Regions from separate parts of the Mus musculus genome. Here region 2 is linked to region 1. A link is a contact called in public Hi-C data. All regions are on one chromosome and are shown on one strand. Each heading gives the region's core, a stretch centred on a gene start, on an enhancer-like site or on the middle of the called end of the contact. The rest is flanking DNA. Distances are from core to core; before and after follow the strand shown. Region 1 overlaps Cdkal1 (CDK5 regulatory subunit associated protein 1-like 1). Region 2 overlaps Cdkal1 (CDK5 regulatory subunit associated protein 1-like 1).

What was found. A called contact is a pair of places that touch in the nucleus more often than the background predicts.
Region 2: a contact with region 1 is called in a Hi-C map of uterus, with 4 times the contacts expected there. The contact joins two enhancer-like sites. A contact is called at or near these places in 3 of 484 Hi-C or Micro-C datasets (liver and uterus) and 3 of 115 datasets of contacts at active chromatin or transcription factors (CD8 T cells, the HPC-7 cell line and bone marrow-derived macrophages).

Annotation. Positions count from the first base shown.
Region 1 is chr13:29,644,964-29,651,885 of GRCm38.p6, reverse strand. All of the region lies in intron 8 of Cdkal1 (CDK5 regulatory subunit associated protein 1-like 1), which reads left to right. Among named protein-coding and RNA genes, the nearest start is that of Cdkal1, 210 kb to the left of the region's middle. Within about 2 kb of position 1,380, at least 20 of the 459 cell types and tissues checked have an H3K27ac peak or open chromatin away from gene starts, as enhancers often do. A contact at or near this core is called in the HPC-7 cell line, bone marrow-derived macrophages and uterus, where this site is marked.
Region 2 is chr13:29,765,035-29,771,438 of GRCm38.p6, reverse strand. All of the region lies in intron 5 of Cdkal1 (CDK5 regulatory subunit associated protein 1-like 1), which reads left to right. Among named protein-coding and RNA genes, the nearest start is that of Cdkal1, 87 kb to the left of the region's middle. Within about 2 kb of position 1,623, at least 115 of the 459 cell types and tissues checked have an H3K27ac peak or open chromatin away from gene starts, as enhancers often do. A contact at or near this core is called in the HPC-7 cell line, bone marrow-derived macrophages and uterus, where this site is marked.

The DNA of each region.
Region 1 (6,922 bases), core at 131-2,630:
CTACATCTCCTCACTTGCCTCTGTGGGGTTTTTGGCTGTGTGAAAACTCTTCCTGCTACTGTCTGTGTGTCTTCTCCTGAATGTGGCTGATCTCACCTGATGTGGGTTGTCATCTTACCTATGTTCTCAGAGAGCTAGCTTTCATTATTCAGATTTCTTTTTGATCATTTTTTGTTTCTTCTCAACGTTCTCCTTTTTTCCTGTTTCCTGAGCTTCAGAATTTAGGTTATTTGTTTACTCTTGTTTTCCAGTAAAACATTTAATGTTGTGTGTTTCCTTCTATGATCATCGTGGACATCTTAGAAATTGACATGCATCCCCATACCTCTATTTACTTCAACTTCTTTTAAGTTTCATTTGTGATGTCATAGTTAGCCCTTGTAATGTGAGAAGCATGTTTATTAGCCACAGACTTCTCAGGAGCTATCAAAATAGCCTTCTGTTGTGTTTTTGTCTTAATTCACTGTTGCTTGAAAGCCATGATTTCAACTTATCTAAATTTTGAGAAACTTGTTTTGTTCAGAGTGTAATGTGTTTTGGTGAATATTTCATGGCTCTTGATAAGAATGTCAATTAGATCAAGTGTTTAGCAATGTTGTTCTGGCTCACTTTGACATTACTTATTTTCTTCCTTTCTCTTCCGTGATGGAAAGCTGTCTGTTGAAGTTTGGAAGTGTAACTGCGGCCGTTCCAGTGTCTTCTTTCAATTCTGGTCATATCTGTGTACTTAAAGCTATAATTTTACATTTTGCAAAGTTAGGATTCTTACTGCCATTTGTTAAATGCCCATTATGACGAGGCACTGTGAAGCTCTGATTATATCTGCACTTCTGCTTTCTCTGTTAATAGAGTTACTCTAAACCTTTGTTTCTTGGTGTGACTCTGACATGTCCTTTCCTATCATTTTAATTTGAACTGTGTGGCCTATATGTGATGGTGCTTTTTGGTTTGTCTGTTCATTTGTTTGTTGTATCCAATCTGATAGTATTTGTTTTTTATTCTCTAGTTGGGATGTTTAGCTCCTACAACTTTCACATATTAAAGCTGTCTCCAGTTTTATCCTGCTGTGTCATCTTCCGATCTCATGAAATTTTGGCTTTAGCTTCCTTCTTCCCTTTTATGAGACACGGATTGCCACCCTGCTGCTTCCTCATGCCTTAGTTGTGCCTCGCTGGCTTTAAGGACTTATATTTCATTTACTGTAATTTTCCCATCTCCTGCTTTAGTTATTCAGATTTTTGTCCTACATTCTACAGCAGTAGACTGGCCATGTGTCCAGGAAATGCTTTCACTGGACAGAAGGATATTGATTAACAGGGTTCCTCCAGGAGGGCTATGGTCTTTTCTCTTAACTCCCATCCTTGAGCAGTCGTGGTGCTTTCCACTCCTTTCTGGGTGTTCAGATTCCTGTCTGGGCCACTCTTCTCTGTGAGGCTTTAACATGCCTGTAGTCTAGTCTGCTCTCTCTTATCTCTTTCAGATCATAAACAGTATTTCTGTCACTGATTTTTTTCTCACTCTGATTTTTAAATAATATTTTTGATGCAGTTAATACTTCAATAGTTTGAATACTTTCAAAATTTTCAATGTGTTCTCAATACCCTTTATCTTTTTGTTTTGTTTTATTTTTTTGAGACAGGGTTTCTTTGTGTAGCCCTGGCTGTCCTGGAACTCACTCTGTAGACCAGGCTGGTCTCAAACTCAGAAATCTGCCTGCCTCTGCCTCCCAAGTGCTGGGATTAAAGGTGTGTGCCACCACTGCCTGGCCCCTTTATCTTTTAATACTTTGAGAATGTCTTGTATTCTTTGCACTGCTTATTGTTTCTTATCAGAGGTCAGGTGTCTTTTAATTTTATTTCACAAAAAGATAATGTGTTTTTTAATTTTCTTTTGGGAGCTGTACAGCTTTATCAGTGTTTCTGGGCATTATAATGGCATGTCTTGTGGTTTCTTGTGTTGTTTCTATACTGTGTTCCGTAAGCCTTGCAGGCTTAAGTTGAGCCTTGTTTTCTGTAAGGATCCTTCCTGCCACTTAACTGTTGCAGATCTACTTCATGTCCCTCAGCTCAGCTGTTATTCACTTGTTAATCTTTCTCTGCATTTCATTAGGGCCAATTTCTATTTTGGGCTTCAGGCTTACTCATTCCTCTATTTTTCTTCGTTCCTATTCTATTTTTAACTGCTAGAAGCTTGACTTGAATCTTTTTTAAACACACATATATTTTTACATCAGTTTGCATTCTCATTGTGCTCATAGGTTCTTCTACCACTTTGAACACATGGGATTTGTTTGAGTGTTCAAGCTCTTGTCTACTGATTTTATCATCTGTGTTACTTCTCATTCTGTTCCTGCTGACTTATTTTTCTCCTCATCATGGGTCATGTTTTCCTGCTTCTTCTCATGTCTGGAAATTGGTTATTAATATCCAGACTGTAAATTTTATGTTGTTAGCTGCTGGCTTATTTTTTTTTTCTCCCAAATATTTTTAGATTGTATTCCTATCCGAGTTTGGTTACTTGGAAACACTTGGTCTTTTCTGGACTTTCTCTTAATTGCTGTTATCAGGTCAAGGGTAGCTGTTAGTGGAGGACTAGTTTTCTTCAAGGCAAATAAATTTGCTTTTGAAGAGTCTGCTCAGTGTCCTCTGTGTTGGAATGGCTTTCTCTTCTGGTTGCTAAGGAACTCCTCATGGGTATAGGCTGGTCAGTCCATAAGACACTTAATGTGGTATCCACAGCTCTTTAAAGCTCTCTTCCCTACAAGTACCAGCCTGCAGATTCTTATGCTCTTAGACTTGGTGGTGCCCAACTCTTCTCCACCAGACCTGCCTCCTCTCCTTTGGATACATCTAAATAAATACACTGAGATGTGGATCGTGTCTGCATAGAACACGTGGGGGTATTGAAAAGCTGGTCCTGCTTAGCGTTCTTCACTCTCTCAAAGCCATGTCTTGTTGTTTGTTTATTCATTTATTTATCATTGTTTATATTTGGTCCAATATCTGAAAATTACTTTGCATATTTTTTGTCCTTTTTATTTATTGTGTAAGGAAAGATTGATTACCTCTCATTCTTTCTTTGTCCAGAACCCAAAACTATTTGCTAATATTTTGCTTAGTATTTTTATATTGATGTTCCTAAAAATGGAGGTGTTGTCCCCTCCCCATTTCCCACAGGTTTCTTTGTCAGAATTTTGAATCTGACAGAAAAAGAAAGGTTTGGAGTATGTTTATTGTTTTTCTGTTTTTAGGAATTACTTATGTAACCACTATATCATTCCATCTTTTAGGATTACATAGAAGAAATGTTTAGCATTTAACTGTGGGAACTTAATTTTTAGGGTTTTTTTTGGGGGGGTCTTTTTCTGGGGATAGATTTGGTAAATTGCATTGTTCTATTGAAATTATGTACTTTATCTTGATTTTTCAAAATCATCTATAAAAGGTTGTGTAATATCCCTTGTTTTAGCAAAAATGAGTGTTTTGATAGATTTTCATTTCTTGCCCTTTCTATTTTTGCATGTTTTTATTTATGCCTTGCTTCCTGACTAACTTAACTCTGTTCACTTTTTTATGTTTTTTTTTTAATGGAGTCATCTTTATTGGCTTTTGTTTGTATTATGAAAGTAAACACGTTTATTGAGAAAAGGTTTGTAAATTTGGAAAGAGTACAAACAGTAGAATACAAATGAACCAGTCTTTCATTCAGAGAGAATCACTGTTCCCAGCTTCGTAACTCCTCGTATGCTAGTGTGCGTGCAATGGCACATCCATTGCAGCACCACTGAGAGAAGTTTCTGAGCACGTCCTTGAGTTACTGTCCTAGGGCAGTGAAGACCAAGGCTCTCAAGCTGGGTTGCTTAGAATGGCACCCCTAGGAGGCTTAGAGTCTGGGCATTCCAACTAAAGATGCAACAGTGCCACACTTCTCGTAGTGTCTGAGGCAGAGTCCCCCTTTCCTCTCCTAACGCTGATCAGTGGTGTTTCCCCTTCCTAGCCTCAGATAGCTTAACTCTCCATTCCCATCTTCCTTGGCCTTTGGATGGATTAACTCTGTGCAGATCTTCCTTGGCCTTATTTTTCTATGCCCCACTGGATTAGGATCTACTCTATTCTAGAATGACCCTACCCAAACTAGATTCTGTCCACAATGGCAGTCCTCCAAAGAAGGGTCCAAGTAGATACAGATTTTTGAGAAATGCTATCTACTCCAGTACTGTATTGTATGGCCAGTTCTTATTCTGTCCCTCTCAAGAATTTTTGTGTATGTTTGTTTCTGAAAATGAACTTAGGGCAAAACCAGTACGGCTGGTAGATTACCTCGGCACTGCTCTGTGTGAGTATTGGGGTGTGATAGTGTCCAGCTACTTACTAACACAGATTTATATCTTCGTTTACAAAACACCATCCTAAAAAAACAAACCAGAGCCTCCCAAACTTGCTTACCACTTATATCCTCATCAGTTTTAGAAGACTCTATGTTCTGCCATCTGTTAAAATTATGTATTATGTGTTTCAGTGAGTAAAATGAATGCAATTCTTTCCCAACTCAAATCTAAGAATCATAAAAGGCCAATAGTAGTAATTGAATTGTGTCAGAAAACCCTAAGACAGCATGGCTTTGAGTCTTGCTTGGCTGTTCAGCAAACTCCTCCTTACCCATCTGTTTGTAAGCTTGTCCTCCTTCATGTCAACTGCACACCCTTGGACATGTCCCGTTTCCTGCTTATCTATCTGCAACCTCCAGTGCTCATTTTGAAAGAGTGTATAGCTGTCTTATATTATGGGAGTTAATTGTTCCTTGATGTGCTAGCTAGCACTTCGAATTTTCCTCAGCCTAGATAGAAGAGTGATGGGGGCAGGGAGAGTCAGGAGGGAATCAGAATTACACACTGTGGCATGTGACATGTGGACTTCTCTTTAATTCTTGAAACTTAATGAATGTATTAAGAAATGAAGGTAAAAGTGAAAACACATTTACTGATAGTTCCTGGCAGAGTTTGACTTAGAGTTTATGTTATTGCTTCCTGGGTTTGCGTCTTTATAGTTTCATGTTAGAGATACAAATAAACATCATTCTATCTACGAAGCCCTCTTAACATTTCAATAGGAGTCTGCCTAGTTTTTATTGCTTTTAAGTCAGTTGTCATTCATGTACTCTCTATTCATAGTAGATTATAGTTTTAAATTTTTCCTTATTTTTCAGATTAAGAAAAATACATTTTGTATTTTTTGCAACCTTTATATTGTATGATATTAAATGAGTTGAGGATATTTAGTTGAACACACACACACACACATCCCACACAATTAGACTAAGTAGTTGACACATACCTGTCATCCAGCCCTTAGTCGTTTAAAGTATCAGGATTAAGAGTTTTAAGGCCAGTATGGGTTACAATACCAAGTTTCAGCGCGGTCTGGGCCTTCCTCAGGAGACCCTGTCTCCACATAGTGCTGCTAGAGATGTGAACAGATGTTGTTCAGTGGTGTGTGGCGGGCATGGATTGTTGTCCTACACCCCAAAGAGCACACTCCCTCACCATTCGCACTGTTTGCACTGCCAGGATGATGTGATCCAGCACAGCACACATTCACTATTTGTTTCTGAGGATTTTTAAGATTTGATTCAATAAGTAAGGTTTGTTGTTTTATGTTTGTTTGTTTGTGGTTTTTTTTGAGATAGGATCTTATGTAAGTTAGACTGAACTGATTGATTAATCTGACTCCTATGTCTTGAGATTACACAATGCTGAGAGAGAGAGGGAGAGAGAGAGAGAGAGAGAGAGAGAGAGAGAGAGAGAGAGAGAGAGAGAGAGAGAAAGTAAGTAAGTTTGTGTGAGTCTGTGCTATTCTGCATCAATATGGTCCATGACTCTCAAGTAAGCTTCCTGCTGGTAGTGTGGGACTGGGCTCTGAAGGTGTTCTGGTATTATTTAGTCATTTCCAAGTGATTGCTCACTTCATAGCTTTCAGCATCTCTTGTTTGGTTTTGTGGGACCAAACATTACTAAGTATCATAATCCAGAATTAGATTACAGTCTCTTGCCAACATGTCTCCAATCAGTTGTTAGCTTGTTCTCCTGAGACATATTTCTGAATTGAATTCTGGAAACTATATAATGGGTGGGATGACCAGGGCCCACCTCTTTCCTGCAGTTTGGGTACTGGGAAGTGGGGTCTAGTGTACTCTCAGGTGCTGTTTTAAACAGTAGCTCAGTCTCTTATGGAAGTCAGTAAAGCTGTGGCTCTGCATCACGACCACTCAAATCCGAGGTTGGCTAAGCTAGTCATGACTCTGGCTTTGTGAGGCTCTTTAGAGGGAGACTAGGCTTTAGCAGAACATGCTAACCTTGGGGAGACATTTAAGAGTTCTTATAAACTCATATAAGGCAATTTTTATGCATATGTCTTGTCAAGATAGTGTGTGTGTGTGTGTGTGCGCGCGTGAGAGAGAGAGAGAGAGAGAGAGAGAGAGAGAGAGAGAGAGAGAGAGAGAGAGCTTGCTTCTGGGTGTGCATGTGCATGCATGGGACCCTGTGGCTGTGAGGGTACGTGGAGGAGCTGTCGCCCAGGACTCAGTGAGAGAGCCTCTCCATTTCTCATGTTGTGCCACATGTTGAGTATCCATCCGGTTGGGATTTAGGCTGTATAAGGATTTTTAAAATCTTTTATTCTCTGTGTGTTCTTAACAAATGGAGCAGTTGTGTTATTTTAGTTGTGTGTGATATGAGTTTTTGGTTAGTTTATGGTTTAAATTGACACTCATTTGATTGAGCTAGAGTCACGTGCACTTAACTAGCTAGTTGGTGTGTGTGGGTATTCCCAACAGCTTCTGCAAAGCATCATTTCGGTTGCTCTTCTCTGTTTCCCCAGAGCTCAGATACTTTATTGTCAACTTTTGGCTATGTGTCTGCTGTTTT
Region 2 (6,404 bases), core at 374-2,873, 120 kb before region 1:
GCATTCCCCTATACTGGGGCATAGAATCTTTGCAAGACCAAGGACCTCTCCTCCCATTGATGATGGCCCACTAGGTCATCTTCTGCTACATATGCAGCTAGAGACATGAGTCCCACCGTGTGTTTTCTCTGATTGGTGGTTTAGTCTCAAGAAGTTCTGGGGGTACTGGTTAGTTCATATTGTTGTTCCTCCTATAGAGTAAGGTACTTACAGGTTCTTTGAGCATGGTTCCACAAGGTTGCTGTGGGTCCTTGTCGAGGCTAGGAAGTAACTTGCCTCTCTTGTCCTGAAGAGGTGAAAGCCTACTTTTTTTTTTTTTGGTCACAGTTGGTCTCCAGTTTCTTTCCTGAGGGATGTTATGACAACATTATGAGTCCTTGTGCCTTGGAGTCCCCTGGCCATGCTGGTAGCTCTGGGCTGTGAATGTCAGGACCTTTTTCTCTACCCAACTAAACCAGCTAGGGTACTTTCTGGATTGTACTTCTGGGTCATTTTGAGTCACAGGGAAGGACCGATGGTCTTTTGCCTGAGTCTGAGACACCATGATTATTTCTCACTGTGTGCATGTTTGTTTAATTTGCCTCAGTTCAGTTTTCATGCTCCTGCTGACACTGTCTCTCAGCTCACTGTCAGTGTCCCAGTCAAAGCTATTGTCACTCCCGTGTTGTCTGCTATTAACACCACAGCACTGGCTTACATTTGAACATCAACTTGTTTATAGTTTCTGTGAGTGAGAAAAAGCCACCAGATCTCTGCCAACAGAAGACAGGAAGGAATTGTTTGGGAAAGTTAACCTGGTACCTTAGGGTCTAGAGTGAGGGGTGACACAGCTCTGTGAGGAAAGAGAGACTGTCAGTGAGGTGCCTCAGCTCTGTAGCACACGTGCTGCTAACCTGAGCTGATGAAGTCCCACTTTTCTGGTGAGTTGTTCACGGTTAGCTCTGGTTATCATCCCCCATGTGTGGACTTGTTTTGTTTGCATTTATTTATGTGTCTCAGTTCTGTTTAGTCTGCTCTCTGCTGTTCTGGGGGCTTTGCTACCTGCCCAGCCCTTGGAGCTACTTTGGAATTGAGGGTACTACTGGCAGAATGGACTTTCTAGGGACATCAAATGAAACTTACTTTTTTTTTTTTCTTTTGAAAACGAGGACTGAGAGTGATGGGCATATAGGCCATGTGTTCCGTTGCTTGTCCTGTAAGCACAGAACAGACATGGATGGAATGATGGAAGGCAATTGCCTCGTGTGTGTTCCAGTGAGAAATTTGGTGACAAGAAAGTAGAAAATATACTTGAATTCATGGTTGACTTTTTTAAGGTATAGAAACAAAAAGGAACTTCCAGTTAGATCAGTTATTGCATTTGCAAAGAAGGAACAGAAAAGCACTTGAGAGGGAGCAAATCACTTTAAAAATGCAAAGCTGAATTGTGTAGTTATCTGAAACCTTTTTTGGAGAATAGTATTTTGCATATTTCATGATTACTGCCGCATCAACTGTTGCTTTGTTTTTGCCGGTTTCTGCAAGAGGAGGAGTGAAAGAGGTCAGTGTATTAAGAGCGGCAGCAGCTGGCTGACAGCACTGAATACTTACATAATTAAATATATGTGTTGGCCGCTGGCCTAACAGCTCTGTAGGCGGAGGCTCCGGAAGGCATGCAGAAACTTGCTTTAGCAGGATTGGAGAGGAACTCACCGTGATCTAAGCCCGATCTTTGAGCGAGAGTGATTTCCTGTTGTTTTGGTTTGAATGACATTCTCCTAAATCTTGTGTGTTTATAAACAGCCCAGAAAAGACTTTCTCCCTATTTTATTCTGCAAGTATGACAAACCTGATATTTCTTAATTTTTCCATAGAGTTGTTAATAGCTGATAATAGATAGAAAAAGAAAACAAACAAACAAACAAACCACATTTCCACTTAGCACATGCTATCCAAATATGGAATATTTATACTTTTGGGTATTCTTTGGAGCACACTAATGAAGTTAGTTGCCTAGATAGTACACTGACTTTTTTGAGGTTTGGGAAAATTGGTTAGAGTGGCAGTGGAGGAAAAATACAATCTTCAGGCAATATGTAGCCCAGCTTTTGGCTGGTGAATACTTTAGGATTTTGAGGTAATAGCCATGATATGAATCCTCCTCAGAGTTCATTTTCCTTTGTAACTTCATGATGAGTAGTAGAAAGAAGGGGTAGGCACAGTCCAGTGCTGGTTGGGTGTCCTCCCCTTATGGTAACTCTGTTATAAGATTCTTCTTGCCTGTGTCCCCTCAGCCCTCAGTGTCAGTGGCTCATACAGTGGAGGAAGGTGATCCTTGAACAAATGAATGGACTGACTTGTATATTTGCTTCTCTGGACATTTATTTTCCTGATCCCCTCTGCCCTCTGCCTCCATCATACAAATGTCTTCCTCTGTGGATTTTCTAAGAACCTTTTCTGTATCTCTTTCTTATTAGATTGTATTACTTTGCACTTAACTTCAGAAAATGTCATATAAAACCTAATAAATAGAGGCTTAAATAAGGTAGGGGGATTTAGTTTCCTGATATAGTGCCAACTCCACAGTTACCAAGTTGTTAGTTGGGTTTACCGGTTGTGGGATCTGAGAGGCTGAGGTGTTTGTATTATCAGTGGCTCTTTCCTTATGGTGTCAAACAGTTATGCTTCCCAGCTACAACACCTGTTTGCCCAAAAGTAGGAAGTAAAAGAGGACTATGCCAGGTGAAAGTACCTCTTTTTCAAAGGTGCTTTCTAGAAAGTTCTACTCAATACCAGTATTTGTCTCTCTTGTCTGGACCCTCAATGAGAGAACCACCTGCATGTGAAAGAGGCCAGGAGACGCAGTGTGATTTTCTTTCTTTTGGATGCAGTCCATTGTTGCTCTCAACAGATTTACAGCTCTGTAAGAAAGGAACAGAGTCTGTTTATTGGGGGCTGACTTGATGTCTCTCCTACAAGGTGTAAATGCTGCTGCAGTAAGGTGCACATTTCATTTCTCTCTCTCTTATTTACCAGGCCCAGAATGTTAGAGTTGGTTTTAAAAGTGTTTGCAAGCAGACCTTTTTGCCCTTACCTATAGTCAGACTAAGAAATACCATAGTTGATTGGCATTTGAGGAAGTTCCCTCATTCTGTTTATCCTTTGTGGTCTCTGGTGAAGTAATAGTAAAATGCACAGGAGAAGTTCATGGCTCTGATGTTGTACAATGCATTGAAACAAAATTGGGACTTGTACATATTTGGTACTCTTAACACCTACAGTGGCCACGGCTGTGAAGGATTCTGTAAGGAGAGTGTGTATGTCACTCCTGAGATTACACTGTCTCATACAAGCATCATAACCATGGCTTAGAAACTAGAAATTTGAAAAGAATATGGATGCCAGGAATGGAGTTTATACTATAGGGAGAACCAGTTATATGGGAGTTAAATTAATTTTAAGTTAAATGTTAGAAAACAGTATCTTGCACAATTGTAAAAACAAGTGACAGCTGAGAACAATGCTGCTTCTGTTCTGAAGATGAAACGTAAGCGTCTAGGTCTGACTTCAGCATGGAGAGTGAGGGAGAAGCAATGAAAACCTTTTCCAGGGAGAAGGCTTGCTGCTGTCTGCTGCCCTCGCATTGTGTCAGAGGGAAGTTAAGGTTGTAAATTCTGGTTTCACTGCCACCTTCACAGTTTGCCTTCTGTGTCCATGGCTGTGAGCTACTGAGTGTATTCATGTTAGGATGGCTGGGGTTTTCTTGTTCTAGGATGCTCTTCTCAAGGCCACTACATTCAGAAAGATACTGATGGAATCACATAGAAATTGTTTCGGGGGAAAAAACCCAAATGGAAGTGGTGACCAGGCCTTCTTTAACTGGCTGTTCTAGAAGTCAAAAGCGAGTGTGTCCTTTGTCCCAGCCAGCCTCTGTGTGTTCAGCCAGCCTCTGTGTGTTCAGCCAGCCTCTCTCTGTGTGTTCAGGCTGAGATACCGTGCCTGTAAGAGGGGTCAAGTGAAGAGGGATAGAAAGTTTAATTTAGTGCTTTCTTGAAGTGCCTGTCAATATTTTGTAATAGTTAGGAAAAAGACCTGTTTTTCTTTAAATGAGATCATGATTTGTGTCAGTATATTTATAGTATTTTAGTCATTCATAGCTGAAACTAAGTTACTCTTATAATATTCATTTTTACTGCCTTTAATAACATAGGATCATCAAGTAAAAATTTAAAACACTAATTAGCAAATCCCAAGAGTAAAGATGGTCGATATTGCATTGAGCAAATTCTTAGAAACTTTAAAATTTTCTCTTCTGGGCTTCATCATTTGTCATCATTTCAGTATTAAGTAAGGAAAATTTTGAAATATGCCACCTTGGTAATCAGCGGTGGGTAGTTTGAATGGTGTGGATTCTAATCAGGTCTTTTAGAATCCTGCATGTTTAAGGGCAGTGAGATGTTTTGGAGTCCCTTCATTGTCCCAGTGTTTATGTGACTAAGGGAGGCCAGGTGTCAGGAAGGCCACCAAACCTCTGGGTCCTGTGAAGTGAGTGCCCTGTTGGGTTGGGTTGGTAGAGGCTCCATCGTGGTCCTCAGCATGATAGAGGAGAGGGTAAAGTCCTAAAATGTGGATGGTGGTGGGGTGGGTTTCTGTGTTATCTGTCCTGTAGGCCTGGGCAGTGCTTCTGAAGTTCATCAGACATTCAATAGTTTATACATTTTTTTTTTGAAGTATACCTTTAAGAGAAGGCCATGACCCCTGTGATTACTGCCGCACATAATTCTGCATCAGTTAGTACATCCTCTAATGTAGAACAAAGGAATGGAAATAAGACTTGATAATGAGTCATGTCGTTGGAGGTAGAAAGTGCTCAGGCAGACGTAATGAAAGGGCCTGTGAACAGTTACAGCAAGTGCCGGAGTACTAAGTACAGACTGAGACATGCGTATAACAGCTCATACAGCTTCTCCCCAAGGCTCCACATGCTAACACGTAGGACCTTCTTAGTAAGAGCGGTAACTAGAAGCTGAACGGCAAACACATTGTATGCAAGAATTAAAGTGGATTCTAAGGGGAGATTGCAGTCATGTGAGTGAGACATTTGCAACATGCACAGCACTTGCATCCTTTGTGTGGAGAGGACTGTGCTGTGGAACAAGCCCTTGCAGCTCCTGCAAAAAAATGGCCTGTACATCTGGCAATCAGTGTCACAGCTAAGAGAGCAAAGGGATTTTTCTACTTGGTGATCAAAATTTCTATATGGCTTACAGAAGCTCATATGTGATTAAAGCAAAAATGAGAAATAAAATCAGTACACACACAGTCACACATGTACATACGTACTCATACATATCATTTGTGTACATATATGCACATATTTGTATATATATGACATTTACTATTATTCTGTACACAACTACTTTCATTTATGCATGAACATTCTTACCTCAAGAAATGTTAATTATTCATTCTTTTATTTTTCCATATATTAATGACATATATATTTCTAAGGAAAGATAAATGATGTTGAAGAGCTGCTTAAAGTTAACATCTTATTAAAACAATCCAAATGATTTGAACATGCAGTTTCTGGAAGAGGCGGTACTAGTTGCAAAGAAGTAAGAAACCTTTTTGTTTTCTTTAATATTTACCATCAGTCAGATTAAAATAAGGCACTATTTAAATGAGATTCTGCTTTTTAACTTCACTACAACTTAAGGTCCAGACTTCCTGAATGTAAGGAAGTGTTAGTGGCGGGATTTTGAGCTGTTATAATTTTCTTGTAAAGTAACTTATTGGTATGGTAAGTAGTATAAAACCCAGACCACACGTGCTCCTTCACCTTGTAGTCCTGTGCTTCCTGATTGTCCTGCATATACCAGCAGCACCTGCCTGGAAGGGTTGCTACTTAGTGTTGCTTGTTGCACCATTGGCTGTAACACAAAGGGTGTTGTAACTCACCTTCCTGAGTGTTTTAGGTGCTTTCCTCTCTGGCCACTCAGCCTAATGCAGTTCTCAGCAACTGGTCTGGAGTCTGCTAACAGCAAGCTGTCCAGCCGAGAAGAACCCGGAGGCCCACACCACCACTGTACTTCAAAGCACCTTCTTGCTCACTTACTAGTGACTGTGTTGACATTACCCTTTCTTGAACCCTTTCAGATGCACAGAAATATGCCCAGATGATGCTTGGGTGTATCTGGGGGTCTATGTGCCGCTGTTTAAAGATTTAACTAGCTCTCCCTGTCAATTAAGATGGAATCTTCTAGCCTTCTCTTATCACTCCTATAAAATATCATTTGGCTCATCATTCTATTTTCAGTCCAGCCAGAAGAGACACATTCCAGATACTAACCTTAAGATGTCTGGAGCTTTTATCTGAAATAAATGTTTATGTTTCCTGGCCTCCATGTTAAATATGTATGGAA